2 separate regions of the Mus musculus genome follow, and region 1 is linked to region 2. A link is a contact called in public promoter capture Hi-C data. All regions are on one chromosome and are shown on one strand. The core of a region is the stretch at or near the end of the contact, and the rest is flanking DNA. Distances in the headings are between cores, read along the strand shown.

Region 1 (2,847 bases), core at 21-2,520, 230 kb before region 2:
GCCCGCTCTGGTGCTTCACAGCTCCGGCCTTCGTGTCTCCCACAAAACAAAACAAAAAACAAAACAAAAACAAAAACAAAAAAACCACTCCCAGGCCTGACAATGAAACACACCCGAGTCCTTTCACTAACTGTAACCCTGGTGTCCCAGGAAACCTTGAGAAAATTCTTAGTCGGGTGGTGCGGGAGAAAAAGAAATCAAGAGAGAGCCTTTGGAGGCTGCTCCTCCTGAGCAAAGGCGCTAAATGAACTCTGGCCAATTCCCTCTGACTTTCGGAAGATGAATATGTCTCCAAGCCTTCCACCTCTCAAAATAAGCCCAAATCAGCTCCGCCTCCCCCTCAAATCAGAGAAAGTGTTTGGGAAACGGAGTCACATCCATCACTAAAGCTCCCCAAGCCTGAAGCCCAGAACTTGGTAACCCAGATAGCTTCAAAGAAATTTAAGTAAACTCTATAGCCATAACAGTGAATCAAACTTTAGAGAATTCAACTTTTCTCTCCCGAGAAATAAACGGCTCGTCCCTCCCCGTCACTGGTAACACCGAGTCCCTTGTAGAAGGCAGGGATGCCCGAGAGGATGAGTTGGGCTTTTCTTCTCAACCAGCACACTTAGCAAATCCACCTTCATACAGCGGCTTCTCCTTCACAAAGGAGAAGATTTTTTTTTAAAAAAAGAAAACAAATTTAAGCACACTTAGAGGAGAAGGTGATGATAGAAAGGAAGAAGGGGAAAAAGGGATGAAAGAAATTCCAAATCAAAGCAAACAAGAGTGGAAAAAGAGAGAAACACCTCCAAACAAATTATCGCGGGCTAGAACTCCTTCCAAAAATAATAATATTAATAATGAAGGGGAGAGAGAAAGAAAAAAATAAGAAAAACAAAAAGGTGTCAGCATCCCCAACTCCGTTTTGTTTTGGAATCTACATATTCCATAGATTTTTTTTAAGACGATGTTAAATCAAATTAAACTTTAATACAGCACAATTACTTTTAAAGAAATTAGTCCATTTAGGGCGCATTAAGGTAAAATAAGGAACAAATTGACAATTTCCTGCCCCGGCTTCTCCTGGCTGCCCGGGTGAGAGGCGCTCACTCACCTAGCCTGGCGTCCAGGAGGTCGGCGTGAGACAGCATCGCGCACCGCTCCAGGGCGAAAGCTGTTCCCCCCCAAATTTTAGCGGCTTTAAGTTATTTAAAATAGATATAAGCTATAAGCTATACGATATAGATATATATAGATCACCTAAATGAAAGAAAATTCGGTTTGTGGTTAAAAAGGGGGCTTCTTGCATTATAATGTCCTTTAGAGAGACGGGGAGGTGCTTAACAGATGAATGAACCCGTGAGCAGCTCGGCGAGGGGACCAATCAGGAGGGCAGCCTGCAAATGTCAGCGCCCGGAGAGTCCCCCACTCCGCCCGCCCGCCCGCCTGCGCCTGCCGGGAGGAGGCGGCGGCCGCAGCCCAGGCAGCTCCAGCCTCCAGCAGCCGCTAAAGCAGCAGCGGCCACCTTGGCCTCGCCCTGGGCCTCTGGGCCGAGCCTCGGTCAGTTCTTCCCAGAGATTTTCTCCGGGCACATCTCCCCTTTCCTTGTCCTGCCTTGCTCGCTTCACAGGCTCTGTGTATCAGAGCTAGGGTGTCCCTGGAACGGGGGCAGTTCAGACACCAAAGCAGGACATGACCTCTGCATGACCTGAGAGTCGCCACCCCCAGCCCACACACATCCCACCGCACCCGCGCCCCCGCTGCCCCTGCTCGTGCCAGCTAGGGGACACTGGACCGCGGTAGTCAAAGCCCTAGCTCACCAGGCAGCCAAGCTACCATCTCTAGAACGACCCTAAATTTCTGCCACTGTTCTGCAGGCCTTCTCTAGAGACCCAGACTCTGGCCTACTGAGCCCCAATCCCATTGCAAGCCTAGAAAATAAAGAGGAAGTTGCCCCCCCACCACCACCCCGCCAAGGTCCCCTGTCCGCTTTGGGGGAGGGGGAGACTTCATGAAGTGAGCCTTCCTCCAGAACTCCAGAAGCTGCGTTCCAGGGCCACCTGCCCGATAGGCCTACACTCTCACCCAGGTCCCAACCTGCTCTTTCGGTCAAAGTTTCTAAGTTCAGCTAGACGACCAAAGCCACTTAAGGCAGTAAATAAAGTTAACCGCTCTTTATTTTCCTCTTGGATGTGTTAAACTACTTGAACAATTTAAAGTGCTTTTGCACAAGTGAAGCGAACCATTTCTAATGTTCTGATTTTTCAGAGCCAGCCAACAACAAAGTTTAGATTAGTAATATATTTCTAACCAGAGTAATTTTCAAGATCATTAGGCATTTATGTAATTAGTGCCAAATCTATAAGCTTTTATTACGATTATTAGAGTAAAATCAGTATAAATTTGTACTAATTTACTACTGTTTAGACTTGGCTGCCAAGCCCAGAGGTTCTTATTGTAAATGATAACTGAGGAAATTAAGTGCAAAATTCTGTACCGTTTCTGATCTGCTCCCAAACAATCCGTTTCAATTGTATTTGCAGCAGAACATGATGCCCCTTTAAAGTTATTTGACTTGTATTTTTATTTGCAACACAAGAAAAATGCCCTCTACCCAAGGCAAAATGAAAACTGATATTTACTGCTCCCAACTTGATTAACATTGATTTTTAATTCGAGGGTGATGCAATTAAGATTATTCATTTAGTGCAAATAAAGCTTCCACAAAGGGTGGCCCTCTGAAGTCTGTTTTAAATAATACCGAACAAATGGCTTTTTTTGTTCGTCGCCCAATTGACTTACACAAAACATTGAAAATGCTGCCCGAGAGCAGATGCGAGGGTGTGTGTGTGTGTGTGTGTG
Region 2 (2,899 bases), core at 156-2,655:
TGTCTGTCCATGGGTCCCTTCTAGCTCATCGGATAACAGTCCTCCTTGAACTAAGCACACAGGATCCAATGGCAAGCCCCGAGGCCTTGGAGGAAGAGAAAGCCACTAAATACAAGGAGCCCACGTCAGAAGATCACGTGTAACAGTCTCCCTGACAGCCCTTACTATGATAGGAACAGCAAAAATACGAATAAAATCTAAAGGCATGTTAGCTACCTCACATGTTAGATCTTTAATTACCCCCTCAATTCGTACATATAAATAAAAATGAAGGGATAACTGTTCACCAGGGACACTGCCAGTAATTCTAGCTTTAATAAATAAGACTTCATTTCTGTGGGAAAATGTGGCACACCTAAGGTTTATACATATTTCCCCTTCATCCTTCACATAGGACCTCGTTTTCAATCTGCTTTAGAAAAGTATTCATTTCCAAATGATAACATCAATATATCAAGATATTAATATTGGCCCTTAGTGAGGAAGAAAAACAATTGTATACATAGCTTTTAATTACCTGAAAAATTTTAATCTAATCTCATCATTTGGTTCAAGAAGGACAGACAGAGTTTATGCCACCAACCCACTCCCAGGTACTACCTCTGATCCCTAAGACTAACGGTTGCACTCATGGAAGGCTGCTGGGGAGAGCACTTCCAACTCTCTGCTCACTAGACTCAGGAGACTCAAGCTTCCTGCTAAGATAAGTCCTTGGGAAGGACTTATTCTGTCTCAGAAGTCTCTTTATTAGCCTCAGTCCTCTGTTGCACGGTTTGCCCAAGAACACTCAGCTCCAAAGCATAGAGCTCCTTCAGTTATTGTTTTCTCTCTTACAATCGACTATTCAGAAATTACTTTTCCCTACACAGAATCATTGAACTCAATCATCACAAAATAGCTAAAACCAAAGTGATACAGGAGCAGCCTTGGATTAGGCGGTCACGCCAGAGGAGCACAATTCATTTGCTAATTAAATGCACACTATCCAGGCCACTGCTTCCTGCCAGCGTCCACATTTCTTTTTGTGGGACCTCTAGGTTTGCTAAGGAAGGAGTGCAAACAGGACAGACCCTCCCTCTGCTCCTGGGCTGCTGAAGAGGTACATTTCCCACCCTTATTTCTATATTTCGGTTGTGAGCCTTTAACAGCCCAGCCTACTCTTATTTTTAAATTTTTTAGTTTGTAGAGAAGCCTTTTCGGATTTTTATAAATGGCACCTCCCATGCTTTGTAAAAAAAAAAAAAAAAAATGAGAACATTGCTAATAATTCCACAGCAACACCTTTTTTTTTTGGTTTTGTTTTAAACAAAACAAAGTGTCATTTTATACTTCTAACCAGAAGCCCTGGGGAATCAAATGACCTTGAATCCAAACTTGTGGACAGATTTTTGGCTCCAGTCGGCCCCAGTAGTCGGGACTGTGTTTGTCTGAATTTCTGAAGTATTTTCAGCACTCTGTACAAGGCTTGGAATCTAGAAGTTCCTCAAAAAAAAAAAATGTGTTTTCTTGAAAAGAGGTGCACTCAGGAGATAAAGCTGGAAACTCGTGGCTTCATCCGAGGGATTGGAGGTCAGTCTGGGAGAATTAGCAATTTTCAGATAACTTGGGCAGTTTGTTTCCGTTTTTTAGAAAGCTTCTTCTGGAGGCCAGGGTTGTAGTTCAGTGGGCAGAGCGCATGGCGCCCTGGGTTTGAGCCTCAGCACCATGTGAGTCAGGCATGATACATGCCTGCAATCCTAGCACTCGGATGTGGAAGAAGATTGACCGGAAAAAGTTCAAGGTCATCCTAAGACATACTGCTTTGGAGGCCAGACAGGGCTGTTGGGAGTCGGGTGGGGGGACTGAGGGAGGAGGGTGTCGGGGAAGGGAGTGGGGGAGGAAATGGGGAGAGTTGGGGGAGGGGTGGGGTAAGTGAGAGCACAGAAAGTGAGGGAAAGAGGGAGGGAGGGAGGGAGGGAAGGATGGAGGGAAAAAGGAAGGAAGGGGAGAAGAAGGAAGGAAGGAAGGAAGGAAGGAAGGAAGGAAGGAAGGAAGGAAGGAAGGAAGAGCGAGTGAACAAATCAGAGCTTGTGGACAACCATTTGCCAGCTGTGCTGGCCTCCCAGCTGTGTGAATGGCAGGGCACCACCCATCTGCTTCTTGGTCTTGGTGTTCCCAGTACCAGCCTGGACTAGAGAGCCTGAGAGCTAAGTCTGAGCATCCAGAAGAATGTGGAGATTTCAGGGCATGGAAGGGAATGTTGGTCTCCAAAAGCCTCCCTTTGTGATGTGACACCTGAGCCAATGGCTGGCCCTTTCAAACATCTAAGAAACTAGTCAGAGCCTCAGGAGACGTCACATAGATCTGAAGAAATCTCTTTTGACCCTCTAGATACATCTTTAGAGGCCAAACCAGAACTGATTCACCTTGGGTGCAGAGAGGGGCCAGCCACCCTCCTGGGGAACAAAGGACATTTGCATAATGCCTTTTCAGTCAATCCTTGTGGAAAGGACTAAGCCACCTTCTTGGAGAACATTCTCTCAGGGGACATTGCTGGATGCCTGATGTCCTCTTCAGTCCACCCCCAAAGTGACAGCCCTTCAAAAAAGGGACAAGAGTATGACCAGCATCCAATTTTATGGTTGATAAACATGTTTGGACCTTGAGCTCCCAGATAATATGTTTCTATGGGTCAGCTGGGCAGCCTCTGGAGGGATGACCTTGGACACATGACCACCAGCACATGACACACGCGGCTGGCGGAGCCTCCGGTGGCCACACAGTTCAATAAGCCTCGCTGCTCACATGATTTCCACCTTGCTCCCCCTGACCATTCCCAAATACAAATGAGAAAATTAAACATTTACCTTGATGAGAAAATAGCTCTCTCGCTGACATTTCCTCACGCCCTCGCCAGGGC

The links. Promoter capture Hi-C pulls out the DNA fragments that hold promoters and counts their contacts.
Region 1: a promoter capture Hi-C map of embryonic stem cells shows a contact between it and region 2, with 3 times the contacts expected there. The contact joins the promoter of Otp here to the enhancer-like site in region 2. A contact is called at or near these places in 7 of 39 promoter capture datasets (the C10 cell line, embryonic stem cells, hippocampal neurons and 3 more), 2 of 484 Hi-C or Micro-C datasets (the N1E-115 cell line and embryonic stem cells), 13 of 115 datasets of contacts at active chromatin or transcription factors (bone marrow-derived macrophages, embryonic forebrain, embryonic hindbrain and 4 more) and 3 of 9 other capture datasets (adipose tissue, embryonic stem cells and macrophages).

Annotation. Positions count from the first base shown.
Region 1 is chr13:94,874,059-94,876,905 of GRCm38.p6, reverse strand. It overlaps Otp (orthopedia homeobox), which reads right to left and starts at 1,270. Exons shown (of 3, transcript NM_011021.4): 1 at 1,100-1,270. The coding sequence starts at 1,136.
Region 2 is chr13:94,645,852-94,648,750 of GRCm38.p6, reverse strand. No RefSeq gene overlaps it. Among named protein-coding and RNA genes, the nearest start is that of Gm32305, 49 kb to the left of the region's middle. Within about 2 kb of position 1,405, at least 6 of the 459 cell types and tissues checked have an H3K27ac peak or open chromatin away from gene starts, as enhancers often do. A contact at or near this core is called in embryonic stem cells, where this site is marked.